Linked DNA regions of Callithrix jacchus: region 1 is linked to region 2. The links are chromatin contacts, called in public Hi-C maps. All regions are on one chromosome and are shown on one strand. The core of a region is the stretch at or near the end of the contact, and the rest is flanking DNA. Distances in the headings are between cores, read along the strand shown.

Region 1 (6,107 bases), core at 1,224-3,723, 250 kb before region 2:
TGCTGCTGTTCTCAGGATTAGCCACACGGTGGCAGAAGAGCCCACCTTTTCAGGCGCCTCCCCCTCCTTGTAGCCTCTTGAGTAGGAAAAAGGCCCTGCTGTCCCCTAGCCCCAGACCCCCTGGGCGATCATAGCTTCAGCCGACTGTGCTCTGGTTTCCCCCAGGAATCTGTCTGCCATCCAGGACCGAGAGATCTGCTGCTACTCCATTTCCTGCAAAGAAAAGGACAACATTGGTGCGTGGGATTGGGCAAAGGGAGAGGGAAGAGGCCTTACTGGGTGTTTTCGTGGCTCTCAAAAGTTCTGGCTCCACACGTTCCTTTAAGTCCAAGCTCTGTGGCTCTCAGGTAGAAAAGGCAGCCGGGCAGCCCAGATTCTGAGCACTGTCCCAGCTCCTCCCAAGCGGTTGTGTGATCTTGGGCAAATCCATCCCCGCTCTGGGCTTTCCCTCATCACTTCTAAGATTCCAGAGTTGGATGCGGTGATTCTCAGGCCCCTGCTGGCTCTGGCATGCTGTGGCTCTGTCTCTTTCCCAGCACCAGGTCCCGCCACCACCGTTCAGAGCTGTGTGGCGCTTGCCAGCTCTGGAATTCTTGTTCGTTTGTTTTTGAGAAAGGGTCTCGCTCTGCTACCCAGGCTGGAGTTCAGTGGCGCCATCATGGCTCACTGCAGCCTCCAACTCCACTCCTGGGTTCAAGCGATCCTCCCACCTGAGCTTCCCACATAGCTGGGACTCCAGGTGTGTGCCACCGCTCTGGCACCTCTGGACTTCTGATGCCCTTACGTTTGGTGTCTTGGGCCTCTCTGCCGCCCCAGCATGGCCAGCACTTGCAGGCCTTGTAAGCCGTTCTCTTCTCCTCCCTCAGATATCACCCTACAGTGGCTTATTCAACACTCAAAGTCACGGAGAAGCTGAGACTGCAGCCCTTCTCCCTCAGACCAGGGACCGTCGTCATCTAAACCTGAAGCCGAGCTCCCCGCCCACCCCCTTCGTCCCCCTAAGCCCACCCCTCCTCACCCAGTGTGAGGCGGGCCCTCTGGGGACCCCAGAGTCCTGTTCTGCTGAGGTTTCAACTCCTGTTTTTATTGTAAAATAAATTGCCCCCTATTCTGGCCCCCTAACTTCTCACCCTTCCCCTTGCCTTTGTCCCTTAACCCAGCCCTGCCGCCCTCCCAGCAGCCCTGGGCCACAGGCCCTACCCCTGGCTCTTCCCCAGTCGCTCCTGTACCTCCCTTTCCAACACTCTCTGTTATTGTCCTGTGTGTACAGTATATATATGTATATATATTTTAATTTTTTAATTTAAGCAAAGACTAAAATCAACCATTTGATGCTGCAGGGGCCTTTCAGGATCTGGGAGGGGGTAGTCAGGAGGAAGGAGGGAGACGCAGGTGTACTTGGGCAAGTTCAGATCAGGAGAGGTAGAGGCTGGCACCTGGGGCAGGTACCAGCCTGGGCACTGGTGGCCGCCCCCCATCCTGTGTGTTTTCACCACCCAATCTGGCTTGTCCCGGCAGCGCTTGAATGCCACAGGCTGGCAGGGGCCTCCAGAGGCCCTGCCCCTCGATCCCCAGCCTGGGTAGGGCCACCAGGTACGACCAGGTACCAGAGACCACCAGGAGCACGGGGCAGAAAGCCAGCGTCCATGCCCCAGCAGCCCCCTCCTGCCTGTCCCTGGCTCCCAGCTCCCGCCCCTCCCCAGGGCCCCCACCTCCACGGCCCACTTCATTTTCTGTTCTCATTTTGCAGAGTTGCACAGGGAGAGAACTCAGCATGGGGGGTGGTTCTTTGGGTTCTGTTTGTTTATTTGTTTAATTTGATGGTTTGTAAAGTGATGTTCCTCTTCCTTTTTTACACTTTTCAGCTCATATTTAACCTCTGTTTGGAAAATGATTCTTGTAACTGTACATTTTTTTGCCTCCTAATAACAATGACAAGAACAAAAATAAATGACCGATTTTGTGTTGGGGGGGTGTATGGTGCCAGTTACTTTTCTGCAGTTGGCATGGGCTGCCCAGCAGGCCCACAGGGCCACCAGCACACCCCCACACGCTGGTCACCAACAGAGCCATGGGGCGCGAGCACATGCCCACCCTGGAGCACAATGGCACTGTACAAATGGCCTCCCACACGTGTGTCGGGCTCTCGCACTTTCTCTTTCTCATTCTCTTCAGATTTCCGTGTAGTCCCAGCTTTGAGCCAGCGGCTGCTGCGTGGGGCTGCAGAGCTCGTTGAGGGAACTGCCCAGGGCTGGGTCAGGAGGCAGTGGCACAGGCTGGATGCTGTTTTGTATGGAAACTACGCTGCCCTTTTCTTACACTCAGTTCAGGCCTCAGCCCCTCTTTCCCAGGCCCTGGATCTCACTGGCAGCCAGGGTTGGGCCAGAACCAGAACCCTGTCCCTCTGGCCGCCAGTCCCTACCCCAGAACCAGTTAACTGTGCTCCAGGGGTAGGGCTGGGCCCACAGAGCCTGGGAGATCCTCACCGCCTTTGCTGCCTCTCAGTTAGTGCCAATGCTGTGCGTTTCCCAGTAGGAGCCCTGCTCTCGCTCCTCTGCCGGATCTGAGTCCTCCCCCGACCTTACCGTCAGAGCTGGTCCCTCGGCACTGCCCACAGCTGCTGCCTCAGAGCCTGGTAGCCCTGCCGAGGCCATCTTGACCCAGTTTCACAGTAAGCCCCACCTCCTCCCGCTCTACCTCCCTCGGCCTCTCCTTCACCCTGGAAAATGGAGCAGGCCCTGCAGAACACCCCTGCTCTTCTCACCCCTCGCATTTCAGGAAAAAAGGAGTGGAATTGTCCCTTAGTCCTGAGATTGCAGATCTTGACTCCCGGTTCTGGGTGCCCCAGCCCCTCACCTTCATTGGTGCCCAGGGCTTCCTCCTGGAGGCAGTCATCAGAACTGTCAGAGGAGGGCCTGCCGGTAAAGGCAGTTCCCCACTGCCGCAGAGTTGGAGGAAAGAATGGATGGAATTTGGCATCTGAAGCTAAGTGATTCCAGGGTACCTCCCAACTCCAAAGGAAATGGGACGTACCCTCCTGGCTAAGGAGGTTGAAGGGGGGCCTGGGCTCTGTCGCCTGCCCTCTCCTGGCTACAAATACGGCTGGGTTTGCCCTGGGCCTGGGATCCCGGGAGAGGACCAGCAATCTCACTCCTCTGGGGCTGTTTCCAGGTTGAGCTGCCCTTCTCAGGTCCTGTTATCCTCCCTGAGGATTGAGGTTTGAGATAAGAGAGCTGGTTACCAGGAAGCAAGCGAGCATCATCCTTCCACAGTGCCTACAGGCAGCAGGGGAATATGACTTAAAGAATTTGGTCATATTCTTTTCAGACTTAGCCCACCTGCACCCAAGTGAATGAACAGCCATGTTGCTCACACAAAACCTATTTGGGGGGTCTCTTCATTCAAAGCGCACATTTTAAACATTTGGTGCTGAAGCCTGGGATGGGGGAACCCCTATGGGAGACCAAACTGCTGTCCCTGTTCTTGTGCTCCCTCCATGAAGAGATCTACCTACTGCCTTGGGGTCACAGACACACACCTCCGGCTGTTTGGTAAGCAGTCTCTCTTTTTCGCTTTCCCATTCTTCTGTCTTTTCCTTTCCACTTCTTCCCCCTTTCAATTTCATCCTTTTTCCACCACAAAGACAAGGAATTTTTAAAAGTTAAAAAAAAAAAAGAATTTGTCCAGGGGCTGGGTGCAGTGGCTCATGCATGTAATCCCAGCATTTTGGGAGGCCAAGGTAGGTGAATCACTTGAATCCCAGAGTTCAATACCAGCCTGGACAACATAGTAAGGCCCTATCTCTACAAATAATCAAAAATTATCCAGGTGTGGTGATGCATGCCTTGTAGTCCCAGCTACTCAGGAAGCTGAGGCAGGAGAATTGCTTGAACCCAAGAAGTAGAGGCTGCAATGAGCTGTGATCACACCACAGCACTCAGCCTGAGTGACAGAGTAAGACCCTGTCTCAAAAATAAAAATTAAAAAATGTGTTCAGCCAGGCATGGTGGTACACACACCTGTAGTCCCAGCTACTCAGGAGGCTGAGGCAGGACTGCTTGAGCCCAGGAGTTCAAAGCCAGCCTGGGCAACATAGTGAGACCTCTCAACTCTCAAAAAAAAAACCAACAACTATTAAAGTTGAACGGGGAACAGATCATGAGTATAAGTAAATTGTCATGCTTGGGGCCTTTTGATGCCGAAACCTGGCTGCATTTAAGAATCCCCTGGCCGGCGGGTGCGGTAGCTCAAGCTGTAATCCCAGTACTTTGGGAGGCTGAGGCAGGCAGATCACGAGGTCAAGAGATTGAGACCATCCTGGCCAACATAGTGAAACCCCGTCTCTACTAAACATACAAAAAATTTAGCTGGGGGTGGTGGCGCATACTTGTTTGTAGTTCCAGCTTCTCAGGAGGCTGAGGCAGGAAAATTGCTTGAACCCAGGAGGCAAAGGTTGCAGGGAGCCAAGATCGCACCACCACACTCCAGCCTGGTGATAGAGTGAGACTTTGTCTCAAAAAAAAAAAGGGCCAGGCACGGTGGCTCACGCCTGTAATCCCAACACTTTGGGAGGACAAGGTGGGTGGATCACGAGGTCAAGAGATCGAGAACATCCTGGCCAACATGGTGAAACCCCGTCTCTACTAAAAATTCAAAAAAATTAACTGGGCGTGGTGGGGTGCACCTGTAGTCCCAGCTACTTGGGAGGCTGAGGCAGGGGAATTGCTTGAACCTGGGAGACGGAGGTTGCAGTGAGCCAAGGTCATGCCATTGCACTCTAGCCTGATGCCTGGTGATGGAGTGAGACTCTGTCTCAAAAAAAAAAAAAAAAAAATCCTCTGGCCAAGCCTGCTTCATAACACTAGAGAATTGAATTCCTTGCTGGGCATGGTGGCTCATCCCTGTAATCCCAGCACTTTGGGAGGCCAAGGCAGGTGGATAATGAGGTCAGGAGTTCGAGATCAGCCTGACAAACTTGGTGAAACCCTGTCTCTACTAAAAATACAAAAATTAGCTGGACATGGTGGCACATGCCTGTAATCCCAGCTACTCAGGAGGCTGAGGCAGAAGAATCGCTTCAACCTGGGAGGCAGAGTTTGCAGTGAGCGGAGATCGCACCACTGCACTTCAGCCTGGGCAACAGAGTAAAACTCTATCTCAAAAAAAAAAAAAAAAAAAAAAGGCCGGGTGCAGTGGCTCAAGCCTGTAATCCCAGCACTTTGGGAGGCCGAGGCAGGTGGATCACGAGGTCCAGAGATCAAGACCATCCTGGTCACCATGGTGAAACCCCGTCTCTACTAAAAATAGAAAAAATCAGCTGGGCATGGCGGCGCGTGCCTGTAATCCCAGCTACTCAGGAGGCTGGGGCAGGAGAATTGCCTGAACCCAGGAGGGGGAGGTTGCCGTGAGCCGAGATCGTGCCACTGCACTCCAGCCTGGGTAACAAGATCGAAACTCCGTCTCAAAAAAAAAAAAGAAAAGGAATTGAATTCCCAAAGGGGAGGAAGAAAAAAGGTTTCAGGTGCTTGATGTATCTTGTCTCATTAAATGACCATAATCCTCTGTGAAGGACAGATTATTCCCATTTTACAGATGAGGAAGCTGAGACTGCATTTAAGTAATTGCACACAGCTTCCAAGACAGGTGCTGAGAAGGTGACTCGAAAGTGGAGCAGGGAGAGGGACCCAGTAGATTCGGGCTCCCCTCGCCCCTGTAACCTGGCATCAGGGTATGAGGGCTGGTCTGAAGTCTGCCTTGGGTGAGCATGTCAGCGGCACCTCAGAGCATCCCAGCTCAAGTCCATCGCCCACCATGTGCCAACCCTGCCCCCCAAGCCTGGGACCCCTAAGCAACAAACCCCACATTGTTCCCCCAGCTGGCCCAGGCTGCAGGGACAGTGGCTCTTTCCCAAGGCCGCTGGCCTGCTGACTGATTCTGCAAGCCATTCATGTTGGCAGGCCTGGGAGGCGGCAGAGGCAGAGCCTTGGAGCCACCATCTCTGCCCCTTCCTCTCTGAGCCGGCCAACCAGCTCCAGGAGGAGAGGCGGAGGGCACCCTTTGTGGACGAGGCCCCCTAAACAGGATGCTGAGGGGTCTGCCTCCCCTGC
Region 2 (5,977 bases), core at 1,191-3,690:
AACTCCGGGGGGCTTCATTTCTGCTGGGTCATGCACCCACTGCTGCCCACCTGCCCCACCAGCGCTGGCAGTCATCCATCTGTCCAGCTTCCTTTCCTAAAACTTAGGGAGGAAAAGCCAGAAAGGCTCTATCCTTGTCTGATGCCTGTACTGTACGGGGACAAAAAAAGAGGTCTGAAGACAGCAAATGACTTGTCCAAGTTGATGAATCAGGATTTGAACCCAAGTCTCCTACCTTTGGGTTAATCTACCAACCTGGGAGAAGCCACGGTCTGACCTCCACAGTCTCTGCCTGAAGCCCCCACTGTCATATCCTCCACTCTGCCCCCTCACCCTCCATCACTTCCTGGGGGATCACATTCCCTAGCTCTTACCCCCAAGGGAGGGAGGCTTCACCTCCCAGCTCTCCTGGCCCACAGGGCCCAGCTGTTACACCCCAAGCTTCTTGCCTCTTGACCCTATCTAGATGGGAAAAGTGTCTTTCCCTCCATCTTCCCTAGGCTGCTCCAAGAGATGCCAGCACTGGGACCTAGGCCATGGTGCTGTCTGTGGGTGGGATGGCAGGCACCAGTAGCTGTCAAGGTGCTGGCCTCACCTGTCGTCACAGAAGCTCCACCTGCAGGTGAGCAAGGGGCTCTAGGCCTGGGCACTGTGTCACACATGTGGCACTCTAAGCAACATGAGATCTGGATGCAGGTCACCCACGAGCTTCTAGACCACCAAGTCGGGAGTGCCCTGTGCTACCCCGTACTCTGCACTGGCATGGCCAGGCTGAGGACCCGACCTCTGACATTGGCCTGACTAGCACCTGTATGGCTATGGTGCTGGGCCAGGCTGCTGGCCTAAGAGTGGCCCAGAGTGTGGCCCCGCTCAGTACGCCTCCCCCAGCACCTCCCACTCATCCTGCCTATGGCCCTCTTCTCCCTCCCTCCCTCCTTCCTCCAGCCCTCTAGGGCCCTTCCCTTACTTGCCCCTCTGTCTGTTACTCCTTGCCTGAAGTGTCCACTCTCCCACATGCCTCACTTCTGTTCACCTCTTGGCCCCTCTTCTCCCCTCCCCCAGGGTGTCTCTCCTTTCCTGCCAATATTTCCCTCCTGCCCATTGTATTTCCACGTGTCCCTGCCCTAGCTCCCTCCCTGCACCTGACCCTTCCCATTCCTCTGTAAGATCTGCTTTCCCTGGAGCAGGCCCAGCCTGGTGAGATTCCTGCCCTAAGAATGCATTCCTCTTGTTTTTATCTAAAAATGCACCCTTGGTCAGGCGTGGTGGCTCACGCCTGTAATCCAAGCACTTTGGAGGCCAAGGCGGGCGGATCACCTGAGGTCGGGAGTTCAAGACCAGCCTGACCAACATGGTGAAACCCCGTCTTAAAAAATAAAAATAAAAATGCCCCTGTTATCCACATATGCCTTCCAGACTGCCCTTTGGAGAATTCACCATTTCTTCCCAGCATAGGAGGAACCTGTTGACACTACTGAGGTCCCCCAATCCTTGAGGGACACTGCCCCTCCCACCCTCACTCCTGCCTGTCCTAATAGGGTGCCTGACTGGCTTTCAGGGGTGCTAGTTGAGGAACAAGGCAATCCGGAGGGGCAACTACAGCTCTGTGCTCCCGTGGCCCTGCTGGGCTCCCCTCGTGAGGTCGGAGGGCACTGCATTGCTTTGGAAAGAGATGTAGGGTCGTTGCCTCCATTTAAAGAACTCCAGGATATGTGAGAGCCATCTTCACTGCTCAGAGCATGTGAAAGTCCTGTTCTGTCACAGTTTCGCTCCGTTTCTTAGAATTCTCTTGTTTTTTGCAGAGTTAACTGACTGGAAATGAGGCAACTCCACTCTTCCAGTCTCAACTATGACTGGGGTAAACCTGCCTCCTACCCCAGACTACAAAGCATTTCTTCACTGGCACCAGGTTGTTGATTGAAGGATAATTAATTCTGACTGGCATCAACTTGCATATATTTACACATCATTTCTTGGAGAAACTAAAATACCTTAATGTGTAGATCTCTTCCAGCAGAGAGGAGACTGGACTCCAAACCTCAGATGACCTGGAGACCCTCTTTCCTAAATTGTGACCCAGGCACTCCAGGGCTCCAGCTCCCACCTCTTGTCCCCAACCTCACAGAGAAAGTGGATTTGTATCTGTGGCCTCAGCACTGTCTCTTCCAGCATCAGCAGCCTCTCCCTGTCTGGTTCTGATCCAGGGGCAGACATGTGGACCCCATGAAGATTTCACTGCGAAGGGGAAAGCTGTGAATCTAGGGGTAGAGCTCCATAGAGGGGAATTTCTGACCCTGGCCCCAAAACCCTGGCTCAGGAGCTCTTGCCTTCCAGGCTGTGTGACAAGAGGTAATCCTCAAGGTTATGTGGGTGGCAGAAGGCCCTGGGGGCATGGTCAGCCATATCCAGAACCCAGCTGGGCTGCAGGAGCCCAGAGGTCTGAGGGGGCAGGGCAGGAGAGCAGAGCCTGAGGCTGCAGTGGGGCTGGAGTACCCAGGGATGGGGAGAAAAAGAGGGCTGGGCTTAGGGGATACTTGGATAAGGAGCTTGGGGAGGGGATGGAGCTCTTCATTGGTGGGGCTTTGCCAAGCTAAGTTGACATGTTTCCCACTTGAATTAAAAATGATAAAACCTCCTTTCCTGGATCTGTCACCAGACAAGTCCTGAGAGCACAAGGACCATGACTTCGGGGAGCAGGGAAAGGGAGGACAGCCAGTCAGCTCCAGGACAGGAGCATTTCTAGGCAGCATTTGTGAGAGGACGGGGAGAAAAGGTCATATCTCCCGCTGTGTGGCTCCGTGCACCTGGGAACTGGTGATCCAAGCAACTGACAGGAGCACCTGGCACAAGTGTCTTCATGAGCAGTGTCTCCACTTGCCTCCTAGTCCTAGGTTCTCTAATCAGGAAGGAAAGGACAGGACTAACAGTTTCATGTACATAATATTTCATCCTCATGACAGCCATGAGGTATTATCCCCATTTTATTTATTTGTTTATTTACTTAGAGACGGATTCTGGCTCTTGTTGCCCAGGCTGGAGTGCAGTGGCACAATCTCGCTCACTGCAACCTCCGTCTCCTGGGTTCAAGCAATTTTCCTGTCTCAGCCTCCGGAGTAGCTGTGATTACAGGCGCCTGCCACCATGCCTGGCTAATTTTTTATATATATTAGTAGAGACAGGGTTTCACCATGTTGGCCAGGCTGGTCTCGAACTCCGACCTCAGATGATTCGCCTGCCTTGGCCTCTCAAAATGCTGAGATTACAGGTGTGAGCTTCCATGCCCAGCCTATCCCCATTCAATAGATGAGGACACTGAGGCTTGGAGACCTTTGGTGACATGACCAAGGTCAGAAAGTGGTGGGGCCCAAAATGAATCTAAGGGTACCTGATTGGGAGAACAGCCTTTGTACAGTTAGCAGTGCCTCTGCTGTAGTAGAACTGTTGACCCCTAGCAGGGAATCTCTGTAATGCAAATGACAGCTCTTCAGAGCTGTGGTAAAATTCACCTCATTGGCTTTAGGAAGCAGCCCAGGAACCATCCAGCTCCCCTCCTTCTGCCTGTGGATGGGGGTGAGGATGGTGCTGTGCTCCGGTGCTGGTGCTGGCCCTCCCCTACTTTTGGAATATGCGGGGGCAGCAGTTTGGACCTAGCTGAAGGCAGTGCTCCTAGAAGATGCAGATGGACCCAATGACGCGACTGATATGAGTTATGTCTTCACAGCTTTAATCCAGCAGCCAGAGTCCTGGCCAGTGGGGCAGCCAGAGAGGATGGCTACTGCCAGCTGCTGATGGAACCTCCTCCCTGCCCCAACTCCAGCCTAGAGGGGACAAACAGTGGGGCCCCAGCCTTCCTGGCTGGGATCTTGGGAGCAGAGGGACTATTTGAAAACAGGCACTGTGACCCAGGCTGCCACCTCCCTCCCTTGCTCCCAGTAAAAACAGCCCACAATCCCAAGCCCTCCCTCACAACCTGTCATGGTTCTAGTTCAGCTCCTGTTCCATTTCCCTGGGGCCCTGTCCCCAGTAGTGTCCAGGACTTGGCTTGGTCTGGAGCCTGGTGACTAGAGGACTCCTGCCCACCCCCAGGGCCAGATGCAGGTACAGGATGAGGGCATCTCCCAAGGTTGGCATCACTGAAGGGGGCAGCAGATACACGGCTGATTCCTCAGGCTCCTGGGTGAGAGGGCTGTGGTGGCACATAGGGAGGAGGAGCTGAAAGCCAAAGAGAAAGGATGAGGGTGAGGGGTGGCATAGGTGGATGAAAAGTAACCCCCTACCCCTGGGGTCAGACAGGACCCATAGGGAAGAGTGGGCCTGGAGGTTTCTGGCTAGAGGTGGAGGAAGTCTGGGAGAGGGAATCTGAGAATGAGAGAGGCACAGGGGAGGTCCCAGGGCAAGGGGTCGGGGAAGACAGCAGCAAGGGGCTCCGGATTGCTTACTTACCTGCAGGGTTGTAGACTGGGGGCCCAGCTGGGTAGAGTGGATACTGGGGAGCAGGACCACTAGGTGGGTACATGAAGCCAGGCTGTGGGGGTGCAGGGCCAGCTTTGGGGTCCTGGGGGTATGGGTATACTGGCTGCACTGGGATGCCTGTCATTGGAATCTCTTGGCCTAGGTAGGAGGAGAAGGATCAGTATTCAGAGACCCATCTGCTATGGGAAGCCTCCTCCTGCCCAGGAAACCAAGGTAAGCACCCTGGGGCTGGCCTCTGGCAAGCTCCAGGCTGACCACCTCTGCCTTCCACACCCTGCTTGGCAGAGTTGGGCAGGGAGCTGTGCAGTGGCCCCAGCTGGTCAATCTGCATTTAGCAAGTTTGCTCCGCTCAGCAGGTTTCAGAGAGCTCATGAACCAGGGAGCACAGCCCAGGGAATGTCCCACTTGGGCAAGGAGGGAACAACTCAAGGCTGGTATCCTGTAATCCGGCAGAGCTTCCCCTAAGGGGGTCTTCTCTTAGGCCTTCCCTCCTACACTGACCTCCCATATGGTGTCACCATCCCCAAGTCATCAGGTTGGGGCATATGTGCATCACATGCCTACACTCAGGCACATATTCTGCTGTCCACTGGGGCACATTCAATTAATGTTCATCATTACCGAACCGACTCCTTACTAAGAGTCATGTGCATGCATACACCCACTACACTCACTATTGCCGACAGACTGCACTCCTGTACACATCTGAATATTCACGTGCATGCACAGAAATGCACACAGTCTGATGTTCCATATACCCCTGGGCACATTCTAATATTCATGGGTTTACAAGCATTGGTCTGGGTTTTCATGCTGGCAGATGTGTGTATACAGAAGCACATACTATTACAGAATTTACCCAATCCACGAACTCTCTGCTGCCCATTATGGGGCTTAGCCCAGCCCATCTGAGGCCCATCTTGCCCAGTACTGAGTATACCTTCAAATGGGCTCTGGAGCTGCTGGCGCCGGCGGTACAGGTAGCAGCAGGAACAGAGGAAGCAGCAGATGGTGGTGGCAACCACAGCAACAAAGAGGATCACGGCCGAGGCGATGCCTGCTATGGTCTTGGGACTTTAGACAAAGAACAGGTCCTCTCACCTTCCAACACTCATAGGAGGGAGTCCTCATTATGCTGGCTCCAACTCCTGGCCAGCAGGGGGGTCACAGCATGCTGAGATTTGGGGTTCCTTGTGGGGCTCTGCCCAGTCCCTGTGAAGGAGATCTTAGAGGACCTCTACTTCCCAGAAGGCTGTGCTGCCTGGCTGGCTAGTGTGAGGCATACGGGGATTTGCAGTGCGCCCCAACCATTGCTTTTGTATCTATAACTTAAATAATCAGACATACAGCAAAATATCACTGAAAGGAACCTTAGAAATAATCTAGAGCCATTTTTCCAAACTCCACTTCAATCATTAGTCTCTACATCTATTTTATATGTGATATATTTAAAAAGTTTGACAACCACTAATTTTGGCAACCTGCTCATTTTACAAAGAGGAAG

Evidence for each region. Hi-C and Micro-C count contacts between places; a contact is called where the count stands out from the background.
Region 1: a contact with region 2 is called in a Hi-C map of skeletal muscle, with 4 times the contacts expected there. The contact joins two enhancer-like sites. A contact is called at or near these places in 3 of 3 Hi-C or Micro-C datasets (induced pluripotent stem cells and skeletal muscle).

Annotation. Positions count from the first base shown.
Region 1 is chr19:29,161,792-29,167,898 of calJac240_pri, reverse strand. It overlaps ARL8A (ARF like GTPase 8A), which reads left to right. Exons shown (of 7, transcript XM_035281476.2): 6 at 166-236; 7 at 867-1,968. The coding sequence ends at 916. Among named protein-coding and RNA genes, the nearest start is that of GPR37L1, 11 kb to the right of the region's middle. Within about 2 kb of position 2,473, at least 10 of the 16 cell types and tissues checked have an H3K27ac peak or open chromatin away from gene starts, as enhancers often do. A contact at or near this core is called in skeletal muscle, where this site is marked.
Region 2 is chr19:28,911,239-28,917,215 of calJac240_pri, reverse strand. SHISA4 (shisa family member 4) reads right to left here. Exons shown (of 5, transcript XM_002760642.7): 3 at 5,414-5,547; 4 at 4,444-4,611; 5 at 2,928-4,212. The coding sequence ends at 4,166. Among named protein-coding and RNA genes, the nearest start is that of SHISA4, 4.4 kb to the right of the region's middle. Within about 2 kb of position 2,440, at least 3 of the 16 cell types and tissues checked have an H3K27ac peak or open chromatin away from gene starts, as enhancers often do. A contact at or near this core is called in skeletal muscle, where this site is marked.